Linked DNA regions of Bombyx mori: region 2 is linked to region 1. A link is a contact called in public Hi-C data. All regions are on one chromosome and are shown on one strand. Each heading gives the region's core, a stretch centred on a gene start, on an enhancer-like site or on the middle of the called end of the contact. The rest is flanking DNA. Distances are from core to core; before and after follow the strand shown.

The links. Hi-C and Micro-C count contacts between places; a contact is called where the count stands out from the background.
Region 2: a Hi-C map of middle silk gland shows a contact between it and region 1, with 1.9 times the contacts expected there. The contact joins two enhancer-like sites. A contact is called at or near these places in 3 of 7 Hi-C or Micro-C datasets (middle silk gland, posterior silk gland and whole pupa).

Annotation. Positions count from the first base shown.
Region 1 is chr26:7,142,092-7,148,013 of ASM3026992v2, forward strand. LOC733061 (actin-binding LIM protein 2) reads right to left here. Exons shown (of 19, transcript XM_062676336.1): 17 at 5,214-5,254; 18 at 4,006-4,212; 19 at 1-3,197. The coding sequence ends at 3,084. Among protein-coding and RNA genes, the nearest start is that of LOC134201485, 14 kb to the left of the region's middle. Within about 2 kb of position 4,045, at least 4 of the 8 cell types and tissues checked have open chromatin away from gene starts, as enhancers often do.
Region 2 is chr26:7,321,370-7,327,490 of ASM3026992v2, forward strand. It overlaps LOC101739151 (protein C12orf4 homolog), which reads right to left and starts at 5,602. Exons shown (of 9, transcript XM_004922028.4): 1 at 5,330-5,602; 2 at 4,130-4,320; 3 at 3,660-3,796; 4 at 2,888-3,112; 5 at 1,894-2,070; 6 at 896-1,103; 7 at 67-259. The coding sequence starts at 5,510. Within about 2 kb of position 1,967, at least 2 of the 8 cell types and tissues checked have open chromatin away from gene starts, as enhancers often do.

The DNA of each region.
Region 1 (5,922 bases), core at 2,795-5,294:
ATGGCTCAATAGTGACATCTTTAAAATATCTAAGACGGTAACAAAAGATCGTTCAAATCGTAAGCTACCTAAAACTTATGCGTTAATAATTAAACACTAATAAAAAGTAAAACCTTACTTTCATTTGAAAGGGAATAAAATTAAAATTTCTTCAGTAATATTGCAACTAAGCATAATATCTGTGTAGAATAAATTTAGAATAAAATTAAAAACAATTTAGTAAAATTCTGCATTACTTATAAAACGCTGCTTTCAACATCCTATTTCAGTTATATCGATTTATATAACTTTTAATATAAACTGTCTGAATTATATTTTTTATTAGAAAGCAGCATTTTTTCAGTAACACAAACACACACACACAACCTCGCACACCCTTAACCAGTCACTTTTAGGAACATTACTATTATCTATTGAAACAATGAAGTTATACTACTATTCATAATTTGAATTATCGACTAAGAACCGTGTCATTCGATAGGGAATCTATATAATTCGACTAATTGTTTTGTATCTAGCACCGTGAGCATGTGGATATTGCAAAACTATTACTTTTATTTAGCATCATTATACCGTTCAGTTTGTTCCTAATACGAACGCACGAAGAAGCTATTCTTAAATCTAAATACGTACAACTAAGCCCCGAATTAAAAACTAAAGAAAAATATATATCTTACATATATGTATTATATTTGGTTCTCACTAAATTAATCATTACACGCTTTAGCACGCATCACAATGAAATATATATATATATCATTCTTTACTACAGTAATATTATTATACAAAGGCATCGATATAATCAGACATGAGCTCGGTAATTCATTTTTCTTTCATAAAGTTGGCAACACTCGTGAAAGCAAAATATTTTCTAATCAAATATTGGTCACACTTGTAAGAAAGCTACAGACTGTGGCTATAAGGTATTGTAACCATTGGACGTAAATAAATTTAAAAAAAAAAGCTACAGACTGTCGCTTTATGGATACAATATTTGTGATATGGGGATATGATGACGTCACACACAGATGATATTTTAATTTAGTCACATGATAAGGTACTGTTACTTGTACTCCAAATTGATATATTTATTTTACAATACCATTGATAATGTATGTATTTGTTTATGAATCACGGCCAAAAATATTTATTTTATACCTCATTGTGCACCAGAATGTCATCGGTCCCAGAGCTTACTTCGTCCACAGAAGTCATCTCGATTAAATACATATGTTACAAAGCAATTTGACAGAGTTCTTTAATTAAATGGTTCTAGAATTAACTAGCATTTTATGAACTGCGGAAAAGGTCCAAATTAGAATAGCAGCCAACTTTATGAGAGCAAAACTAATTGACACCAATCCACAGAGTTACTTAGTAACGTTTTCTGTCGCTTATTTATTGATTAGCAGTCGCAACATAAATATAGTTACAAATAGAAAATATTTTAAAAATTCATTTCTCTAAGCTTAAACTCAGAGTAAAAAGATATAAACAAAAATAAATAAATCAAATTTACGATCAGTTCAATAGTTTTTTTCTTCTTTTTTAATTAGCCATTCTAAATGTTTCAGACTAGACAAACAAAAAAACCTTAGGCTATATATTATATAATTCTAGTACATATTTATGTTGCAACCGATACATTCATATCTTTCTATTGTTTAAAGACATACAAAATTCAGCTCAGTTACACACACACAATACATATATATGTATATGCCATACGGCACACCATTAGACATTTCATAAATCAAAATTACGTCCAATGAATCTTTGTAGGCACGCACACATCTAACTAATTGAACGCCAATTTCAAAATATTCGTACATATATAAATATATATATTTTTTACGAACATACTGTTTAATGATAAATAAATATTTATCCTACTATATGTTCCTATTCTATCACGAATGGTGCGTTAGCTATGTTTTCTTCTGACCTATTATATTTTTTAGTGTTGCATTTTTGTCAATATCTCTATATCCAATTTATAAATATATACTTTAGAGAACAGCATTCAAATATTATGATTATTCTTTGAACTCTCGTCACACATTCACACAGAATAAATCTATAATTTTTTTATGTTTAAATTAAATGAATATATTAATATTATTATGTATCTGAAGTTATTATAATATCGTCGTTATGAAATAGGATTCGTATTTTCACATAATTCACGATCGATTTGAATGGAGTTTCCAATGAAGATCGTTCACTGTGCATCACTAGCCAAAGACGTGAAGTTCTTAATTCAAAGTGAAGTCCACACATTACTTAGAAATCTCAGATTCGTAAGTATCGTGATAATATATTTATCTCTCAAAATACGGCCGTAGATCGTTTGTTTATAATATCAAAACCAATAAATGTCTAATTCGTTTTATTCTCACTGCACACTACATAAAAACCACACGTGCAATTTACATGTTATATAATGTCAATTGAAATTTTCGACCGAAAAATGTTTTGTGGATTTGTAACTTTGTATCCCTGTGCTTGATATTTACGAATAAACGTAAAAATTGAAAATAACAACTTCTCTATACTTTTGCTCGGGTACACGAAAAATATAGGTTACATCGAAATAAATAAAATGGAAAAAAAAAACGTTAAAAACAAGGACAACTCAATTCGTCTTATTAAATATAAAAATTATGCAAAACTAAAGCGCACGCCGTGCACGCAACGGCTCGTCTAAAATTAAATCTTAGCTTTATAAAATAACATAGGCACGCATTCTTTCCAATCGAATGAATGATTACAAATAAATAATCTTGATATTTTAAAACCAATTGTGAAGATGATACTTTGTACAACATCCTTATTAATTTTTTAAAACGATAGTTTCTTCCTTCAAAATAAACATTTTTGGGGATAGCCTTTAATTCAGTCTGATAATTGAAATGATCTTGTACGTTTCAAAGAACTATCTATATTCTAAAACTATCGTTTTTTTTTTATCATTTGCTTTCTTGTGTCAATAATATCGACAAATGAAAAGTGTACAAAGTACCAACTTCAGTTCCTAGATGGCGCTGTCGCGAGTGAATCGCTCGTTCGAGTAGACGAATGTTCTAGAAGAGGCGAGCCCGTCGTTTGAGTTCGTTTCGGCGCCACTGCGGCAAGCGGTAGAAGTCTTGCCGGTTGATCTGGAGAATGGCTTCGAATTCGGCGTCCGAGAGATGTCGCTGTTAATATATTTTTTTTATATTAGAATACAATGAAGTTTGTGACAAACACTGAGATCCATGAAGCCATGAACATGAGAACTGTTAAGGAAGAGATAAGGTTGACAGGTACTAAGTACAGAACTCGGCTGGAAAACCACCGCAATAGCATTCACAAAAGTAAGTTACATCAAATGACTGAAACGTCATGATATACAGGGAGTTGGTGACAGATGGTGATCAATGAGGAGTCTCCTGGTGAGGAGCTTCTTCGACGCGATGGCACACACAACGCATCTGCTCATAGTCCAGGACTGATCGCAGATAGGCACATAAAAATAATAATAATAATAATAATATTAGAATGCGTAATTATGAAATTGACATTTCTAATCTGAAATCTGTTTTAAATTGATCCACCAACGTCTCTAGAACCAGTCTTTGTCCACTTCAAGTAAGCAACAACGCATAGTGTTTTTTGGTTAAGTGGGGTTCTACAATTAACAGTAATAGGATAGGTACCACCCCGCGTATTTCTCAGTTTGAAGGGTGGGGCAGCCGTTGTAACTATACTGAGACCCTAGAACACATATCTCAAGGTTAGTGGCGGTATTTACATTGTAGATATCTATGGGCTCCGGTAACCACTTAACATCAATCAGGTGGGCTGTGAGCTCGTCCACACATCTAAGCAATAAAAAATTATAACTTTTATATTATTGCCCTTGTAGGCGAGCTTACAGCCCACCCGATGGTGAGTGTTTACCGTCGCCCATGGACTTCAGCAATGCCAGGGGCAGACTCAAGCCGCTGCCTACCGTCTACCTACCTCTAAGTTAAGCCTGTCGACGTCGGGCGGCAGCCTGTAGTTGGTGATGAGCAGCAAGTGGTAGGGGTAGAGCTTGGCCGGCTCGTGCAGGAGATGCGAGGTGGCCATGTTGGGGAGGGAGCGGCGCACGCCCCCCACCCCGCCGCGCACCCCCACCCCCGACCCCAGCGTGCTCACCCCGCGGACCACTATACCCGCTTCGGTTGTCTGCGCAATCAAATACGATGCATAATGAGCTTTCCGTTATTTCTACTAACAATAAACATTTACTGGTGGTAGGACGTCTTGTGAGTCCGCGCTGGTAGGTACCACCGTCCCCCGCTTATTTCTGCAGTAATGCGTTTCGGTTTGAAGGGTGGCGCTGCCGTTGTAACTCTACTGAGACCTTAGAACTTACTCAAGCTAGGTAGCGGCGTTTACGTTGTGAATGTCTATGGGCTCCGGTAACCGCTTAACACCAGGTGGGTTGTGAGCTCATCCACCCATCTCAGCAATAAAAAAAAACAATTCTTGTCAGAGTTCAAACAGTAAGCAGAGCTGATAAACATCAGAACGCGGATGCCGTAAATTTATATATTTGACTGAGCATTTTTTTTAATGTGTTATGTTTCGACAGAAAAGCGCATCTTCATTTTAATTCTAATTACTTTTATACGGATTCAAATGTGATCAAGAAGAGATTCTCGATTCATTTCTGGATCACAGAGCTAACAGCCCACCCGGACTAACCACTAAGTTTATTGGAGCTTATGATCATCAGAATGCGAATGCAGTCTTATCCATCTTGAGGCACTAAGTCTTAGTCTCCCTTATATTGTGTTCACATCAGCACGTATGACTGCTTCGCGACAGAAATATGCAGGATGGTTATCTTATCCCTTGCGAGTTTACAAATTGTTCTACCACCGGTAAATTTCCTTGTGGTCAAGTTGTTTTTTTTGTCATTTTCTTTTTTAGGTATGTTATATAATTTTCTTTCATAACTTTTAATAATTTTTCTCGTCTTTAATAAAATAAATAAAAATCATTTAATTCAGACCATCTTAAGCCTATATGTTGTAAGTAGTTGTAAGTATACTTATAACTATGTTAGTAAAATTATAATTAAAATTAAATATACCAAAATTATTAAAACATTTAATACATTAAAATAAATAATTTGTTCGTATTATATCAGAAAATAATGTTTAAATTTTAAATGAACTTACCACAGCACTTCTATCCACATCGGTTATGGAGCCGGCAGAAACTGTAAGAATACATTTTTACACATCACTACAGCATCTACTTTAAAAAAATAATCTTACATTGATACTAATAAATTTTTAATTAGTGTATAAAGTGCTTATTTGTGTTAGTTATCTTTTACGAGAATGTTTTAAAGCTGGGATGTGTTGCGATTTGTTTATTGCATGATTAATAACACAAATGAAACGTATGGTGTCTACAAATATATTAAAATTGCATTTTGAATTTTGATTCGGATGAAAATAATTAACAGTCTAGATTTGAAGTCTGCAGCTAAATCATACATTGCTTTCCACATCAATGATGTTGGCTCCAGTTTTATTAAAACTCTCATAAAATGAATTTTCCGTTCGCAGTCAGTTGAAATTAACTTTTAATTTTAATTTTTTTTATTGCCCTTGTAGGCAGACGAGCATACGGCCCACCTGATAGTGAGTGGTTACCGTCGCCCATGGACTTCAGCAATGCCAGGGGCAGAGCCAAGCCGCTGCCTACCGCAAACTGTCCATATTTCATGTTAATAAAAAAATCCTAACCGAGTCCGTGTCATACATGTAGATAAAAATATAATAATTTTGTGACATTGTTAATAAAATGTTAACTTTATTTTAATTATTAAACTACAGCAAATGCAGATTATATTTAGTGCATTTTTTTTTGTTTATTAAT
Region 2 (6,121 bases), core at 717-3,216, 180 kb after region 1:
TACGAATAATTCAATCGTGAGGGCGATCAAAAGTGTAGAAGTTTTTTTGCGGGCGACCACACTTACCGGATCTCAGAGAAGAGTCGTCGGCAACAAGATGGAAGACAACGTGCACGTCAGCCAAGTTGCTGTGCTTAGTCAGGTATATGTCTCCAGTCTGCAGGTTTTGTCTCCATCTGTTCCTAAATGGGTTGTTGTGGGTTTGCGTGTTATTGCTGTCGTTTTGTTCTTTGCTGCGCTGAGTGTTACGGCGTTCGACCTGTATCAAGGTACTATCAATTTTAACCACATATTTTTACGTCGGTAAGAGCAACGCCATCTATCGTCGAACAGCAGAAACGAACATCAAAAGAACTAGTAAAATCGAGAACGCTCGAGAAGTACAACGCCATCTATTATCAAACAGCGGAAACGCATATCGAAACTACTCGACCTGTCAGGAATGTTCTCGATAATTCTAGGGATGTTGTACCGACTATAAAAGCGTTGCAGAGATATCACGAAGCAGTTAGTAACCGGAACTACTCGAAGCGAAACAACGAACGGATCACCTGAAGCGAAGCGGAAGAAGTGAATTATAAAGTGTAAAGTGTTCTGTGGGTGTTCTAAGTGTTAATACAGTTTTAATTTGTACTTCGGTAGAATTTTTATTTATCCTAAGCCCCAGCGCGTAACAATTTAATGTTATGAAAATTATTCTTTATTGGACAACAAAAAAAAAAATGGTAAACATAATTGTAACAATAATGAAAGAGATTAGAGGTTTAGCGGCGAACGAATAAGTATCACGTGACATCCTGTATTTTTAAGTTCATAACATAAGCGTCATAATGTAGATCACGCATAGCTGTAAGGGTAAGAACACATTATCTTTAAATAGCATTTCACTACTCACTGGCTCCTTGACTTTCTTGCTGATTTCCCGCAATTGATACTCGACGTCGTGGAAGTGATACTCCGTCGAGGACTTGGCCGCGTCCACTAGCTGTGTGGTGGGGGGCGAGGGTCGTTCAGGGGGAGACTCGCTGAGGAGAATCACCGCTGATAGTTCCGATGAATACAACGATAGGGAAGTTTGGAGGCGACGTGACGATTCTGTAGGGCTGGACAAAAAATATTGAGAAAGGATTAATCTCAAAGGGTACAAATAAGTTGTGATTTTTTTTGGGGGCTACATGAGTCAATCAGCTCACAGCCCACGTGATGTTAAGTGGTTACCGGAGCCCACCTCGAGATATGAGTTCTAAGGTCTCAGTTTTTACAGTACAGCGGCTGCCCCGCCTTCAAGCCGAAACGCATTACTGCTTCACGGCAGAAATAGGCAGGGCGGTGGTACCTACCCGTGCGGACTCACGAGACGCCCTGCCACAGTAATTACGCAAATTATAATTTTGTGAGTTTAATTTTTATTATACGATGTTATGGTGCATGGTTGTAATGAGCCTTACAACCAGTAAATGTCAGTTGGCTATTTTTATTTATTTTTTATTGCTTAGATGGGTGGACGAGCTCACAGCCTACCTGGTGTTAAGTGGTGGTTACTGGAGCCCATAGACATCTACAACGTAAATGCGCCACCCACCTTGAGATATAAGTTCTGAGGTCTCAGTATAGTTACAACGGCTGCACCACCCTTCAAACCGAAACGCATTACTGCTTCATGGCAGAAATAGGCAGGGCGGTGGTATCTACCCGTGCGGACTCACAAGAGATCCTACCACCAATAAATGCGATGTAAAGGCGATGTCGGTATTTTGTTAGGAAAAGCTCACCCACTCTCATGTGAATCTCTGGGTCGCTCTTTACGACCTCAAAAGGAAGAGACAACGCGGTGCTACTCCAGATCACCGCACAGCCAAAACGACTCAAGAACTCTGTAGGCCAGGAACTTACTTGTCATGATCAACATTGCACAGGTCGAGCAGGTCCATAGCGACAATGCGAATGTTGTGCGTCTGTTTGAGTTGACTTCCGAGGTGTATGGTGAAGCTTTCTTCAAGACGAGGTCGGGTTGGAGCCTCGGGTAGGGATGAGCATGGAGACGGCGAGAATATACCCAGCGGAGAATTGCTGTGTATTTGTTAAAATCAAATATCAGAGAACCGGACTCCGATAACTATTTCCTTAGCGATGTGGGGTAAAAAAAAATTTTTTTATTCCTTAGATGGTTAGACGAGCTCACACCCGGTGTTAAGTAGTTACTGGAGCCCATAGACATCTACAACGTAAATGCGCCACTCAGCTTGAGATATAAGTTCTAAGGTCTCAGTATAGTTACAACGGCTGCCCCACCCTTCAAACCGAAACGCATTACTGCTTCACGGCAGAAATAGGCGGGGTGGTGGTACCTACCCGTGCGGACTCACAAGAGGTCCTACCACCAGTGAAAAGGCCAGGCCAGTATACCTCATATTTAGCAGTTAGTGAAATCTATAGATACCAGAATATGGTGCTCTACTTGTATTGATCTTAGAGTGATGTTATGTAGCCTATAGCCTTCCTCAATAATTGGGCTATCTAACACTGAAAGATTTTTTTTAATCGGACCGGTAGTTCCTGGGATTAGCATGTTGAAACAAACAAACTCTTCAGCTTTTATTTGTATATTAGTATAAATTACGGTAAGCTAAAAAAATTGTCTTTTGAGTCAACATTTAAAAATATGTAGAATATAATATGATTACCATTTGAAGAATGTAAAAAATGGATGTTCTTATCTTTTTTTTTTAAACTACAGTTATATTTTGAGGTCTTACACAAAAAGTTATTAATTCAAAACTTGAGGCAAGCATAGTAATTATTAGTAGAAAAAAATTATATAATGAAAATTTAAAATGCTTTTAAAGTAATAACAGTTAGTGGACTGTTTTGATTTGTAATTGTCTACCTTGGTGTATGCAAGGCTGATGTGGTCTGGTACTCCTGCAAAGTCGCCATTAGCCATGCTCTGTGATGTGTTCTTTGCGTTTGACACAAGGCGTCCAGCTGAGATCCCCATCGGCCTGAAACTAAGGCTTGCTCTTCAAACTGCTGGGTGGCTAATTCATTGATCTCAACTTCTGTGGTTGAAGTGTTCAGAAGACGTACTTTTTCTTCCATTTCTTCAGTTTGTCTGGTTATGAGATGAATGAGAAATATTAGTTTTTTTATTGATCATTTTAAAATTTGTCCCTTAATTAATGTATTAATACTGTTTTTGCAAAATATAAATTAATATTACAATATAGCAATGTATTATGAAATATCTGCATTCATATTCTCACAGATATAACGAAGGGCAAAAGAATATTTACAATATTATAAAAATTAAAATATTTTTACTAACAATCACGCCACGTTAACTGGTCCCGTGATAAGTTCGTAAAGAACTTGTGTTACAGGTACCAGAATGATAACGGATATAAATGTAAGATTTTTATTATACACATACATATATTTAATATACATCCATAACCCTGGAAAAGACATTTATATTTATCATACAAATATCTTCCCTTGGCGGGATTCGAACCCGCAACCCCTTTGTGTAGTGACCATGTCACTTACCACTACACCAGACGGGCGTTAAATTATATTCAATCATAAATTTTGTTTAACGTACATTTTTTTTTTTTATATTTCACCTTGTTATTTTAGTTGGATGACAGTGAAAAACTTACTTTTGTGTCAGTTTTACGATATCATCATCTCTATTCTTTAAGGTATTCATAACGGTTTTGGCATAGGAGTTTTCTACTTGTAGAATGGTCTCCAGAGCTGGTGAGTGAACTAATTTGTGGTATGCTACTGCAAATACCTGGTTAAAAAATAGCATTAACACAAATAATTTCAGAACTATGAAAATAACTGGAGATCCAACTTATTTTAATTTACTGGTGGTAGGACCTCTTGTGAGTCCGCGCGGGTAGGTACCACCTATTTCTGCCATGAAGCAGTAATGCGTTTCGGTTTGAAGGGTGGGGTAGCCGTTGTAACTATACTTGAGACCTCAGAACTTATATCTCAAGGTGGGTGGTGCATTTACGTTGTAGATGTCTATGGGCTCCAGTAACCAGTTAACACCAGGTGGGCTGTGAGCTCGTCCATCCGTCTAAGCAATAAAAAATATATAAAAAAAGACGTTTATTACCTCTTCATCTGGGGTTCCTTTTTGTTCTGCGAATTCCACAACGTTCTCTTTAAAGAGCTTTTCCCATTTTTGAACAACATCATCTAAGTTTATTTCATTATTCTTTAGTTTGTTCAATAATTCTTCATCTCTTTCGTTGTGAAATCTTTTTGTTTCGTCAGCTACAAATTCTGATAGTCTATCGTTTAATTCTAAAATAATTTATTGAAATGAGTACTTTAAAGCTGTGAGCGTTTAAGATGATTTTAAGACTAGTTTTTTTATTGGCGCTGATGTGCTTACAAGCCATCTGATTATATATATTTATATCGAGGGGTAAATGGCTGTTTGGTTTAAGCGCCATTTTGCTTAATATGCAGCATTTATATTTGTGATTAATTTGGTATTAGCATAGTGTTTTATTTGTTATTAGCATCAATATTTCGATGTTTTAAATTGAACTTCAATTGATTTTACTCCTTTGAAACAGTTGAAGAAATTTTTCATTATGACAATATTTCCAAATTATAAATTTTAAATGGCTTTCATGTAAAGTTGCAAAAATGTTGTTTAAACCAAATAGTATTTCACCCCTCAATATAAACATAACTGTTCCCCATTAAATCACCCCAAGTTTAGATATTTTCTGGCATTCTTCTATTGGCCACACACATACAAGACATGAAAGTACTCTCTCTCTGAATAGTTTATTTATTAAACAAAGATACTGACTCCAAATGCAATTCAAACCTGAACCTAAAGTATTACTATATCAATGAGGCCATTCATAGCAAATGTGGTTGCTTTAAATTGTGATAACAGCCATCCCTACATTGAGGACAAAATCATTGATTACTTGGAGACAAATGGGTGACAAGATAGAAGTAAAAACTGTGAGTTTATTTTCCCATTACAGGTACTAACATTTTGAAGTGGTATACTGTTTGATTCAAATTTGCATGTCATTTATCAAGTCAACACTTTGTGAACTCTTGAGCCTGTCTAACTACAATAAACTTTTGTGAACTTAAATCTTTTGACTTTAAGATTCAAATTCGGTACATATAATTTGCGAAAGTAGGCGTCTCTGTTTTGAACATTATTTCATCGAGCTATTTAAGCTTTTCGGATTTTTTGTAATTTCTTTTTTTTTATTATATTAAATTTTCTTTTTCTTAAAGAGTAGTCAATGCGTAAAGTACATATCAAAAGAGCCATTACCTTCTTCTAAATATACTGGAATGTGAAACATATTTATAACTCTTTGTACGAGCTCTCTCGTGGAACCATCATACGGAATATCCACAGGAACTTCTAGATTGAACAAGACATTTTCGTTCGTGCATGTTGGAAATGAATATTTAAAGGTTTTTGTTGTATTTTGAATTGTTTCTGAAATCATTGCTATAAGCAATCAGTTTATGTATGTACATACATTAATAACAAATAATAACAATGTAAACTTGGACTTTTTTGACATTGAAAACTTCTAGTTAAATAGTGGTTTAGTCTTTCCAGTACTCGAACGAAGTATGTAAGTATCATACAGCCCAATATTTTATTTGTTTTAAAGATACGCTATGCTTGTTCTGTGATAAATGAAACGGACCGAATACAATATTAAATGATGGATTTATAAAAATAAATTGAACACAATGATGAAGATGATATTAGATGAGACAATTATCGTTTCAATAAAGTGGTGGTAATCTATTGAGTGTTTCAACAACTGTTTGAATAAACCCGAGAAACAACGTTGTGATTTTGTCTAATTCACCGAAACTTATACATTTTCAAATAAAATATGTACTCGGTTATTATATGATTACGTTTAAAATACGTCTACCATTACCGACTCTAGTAATTTTAGTGACGTTACTACTGATTCCCACTACATTAAGAGTAAAAGTTTTCTGTGCTTTAGATCCACCTAACAAGACTGCTTATTCTTTCTACAGTAAGTTTATAAACTGTAAGGTTTATAGATTATTTCAAAATTTATCGAGAACGCTA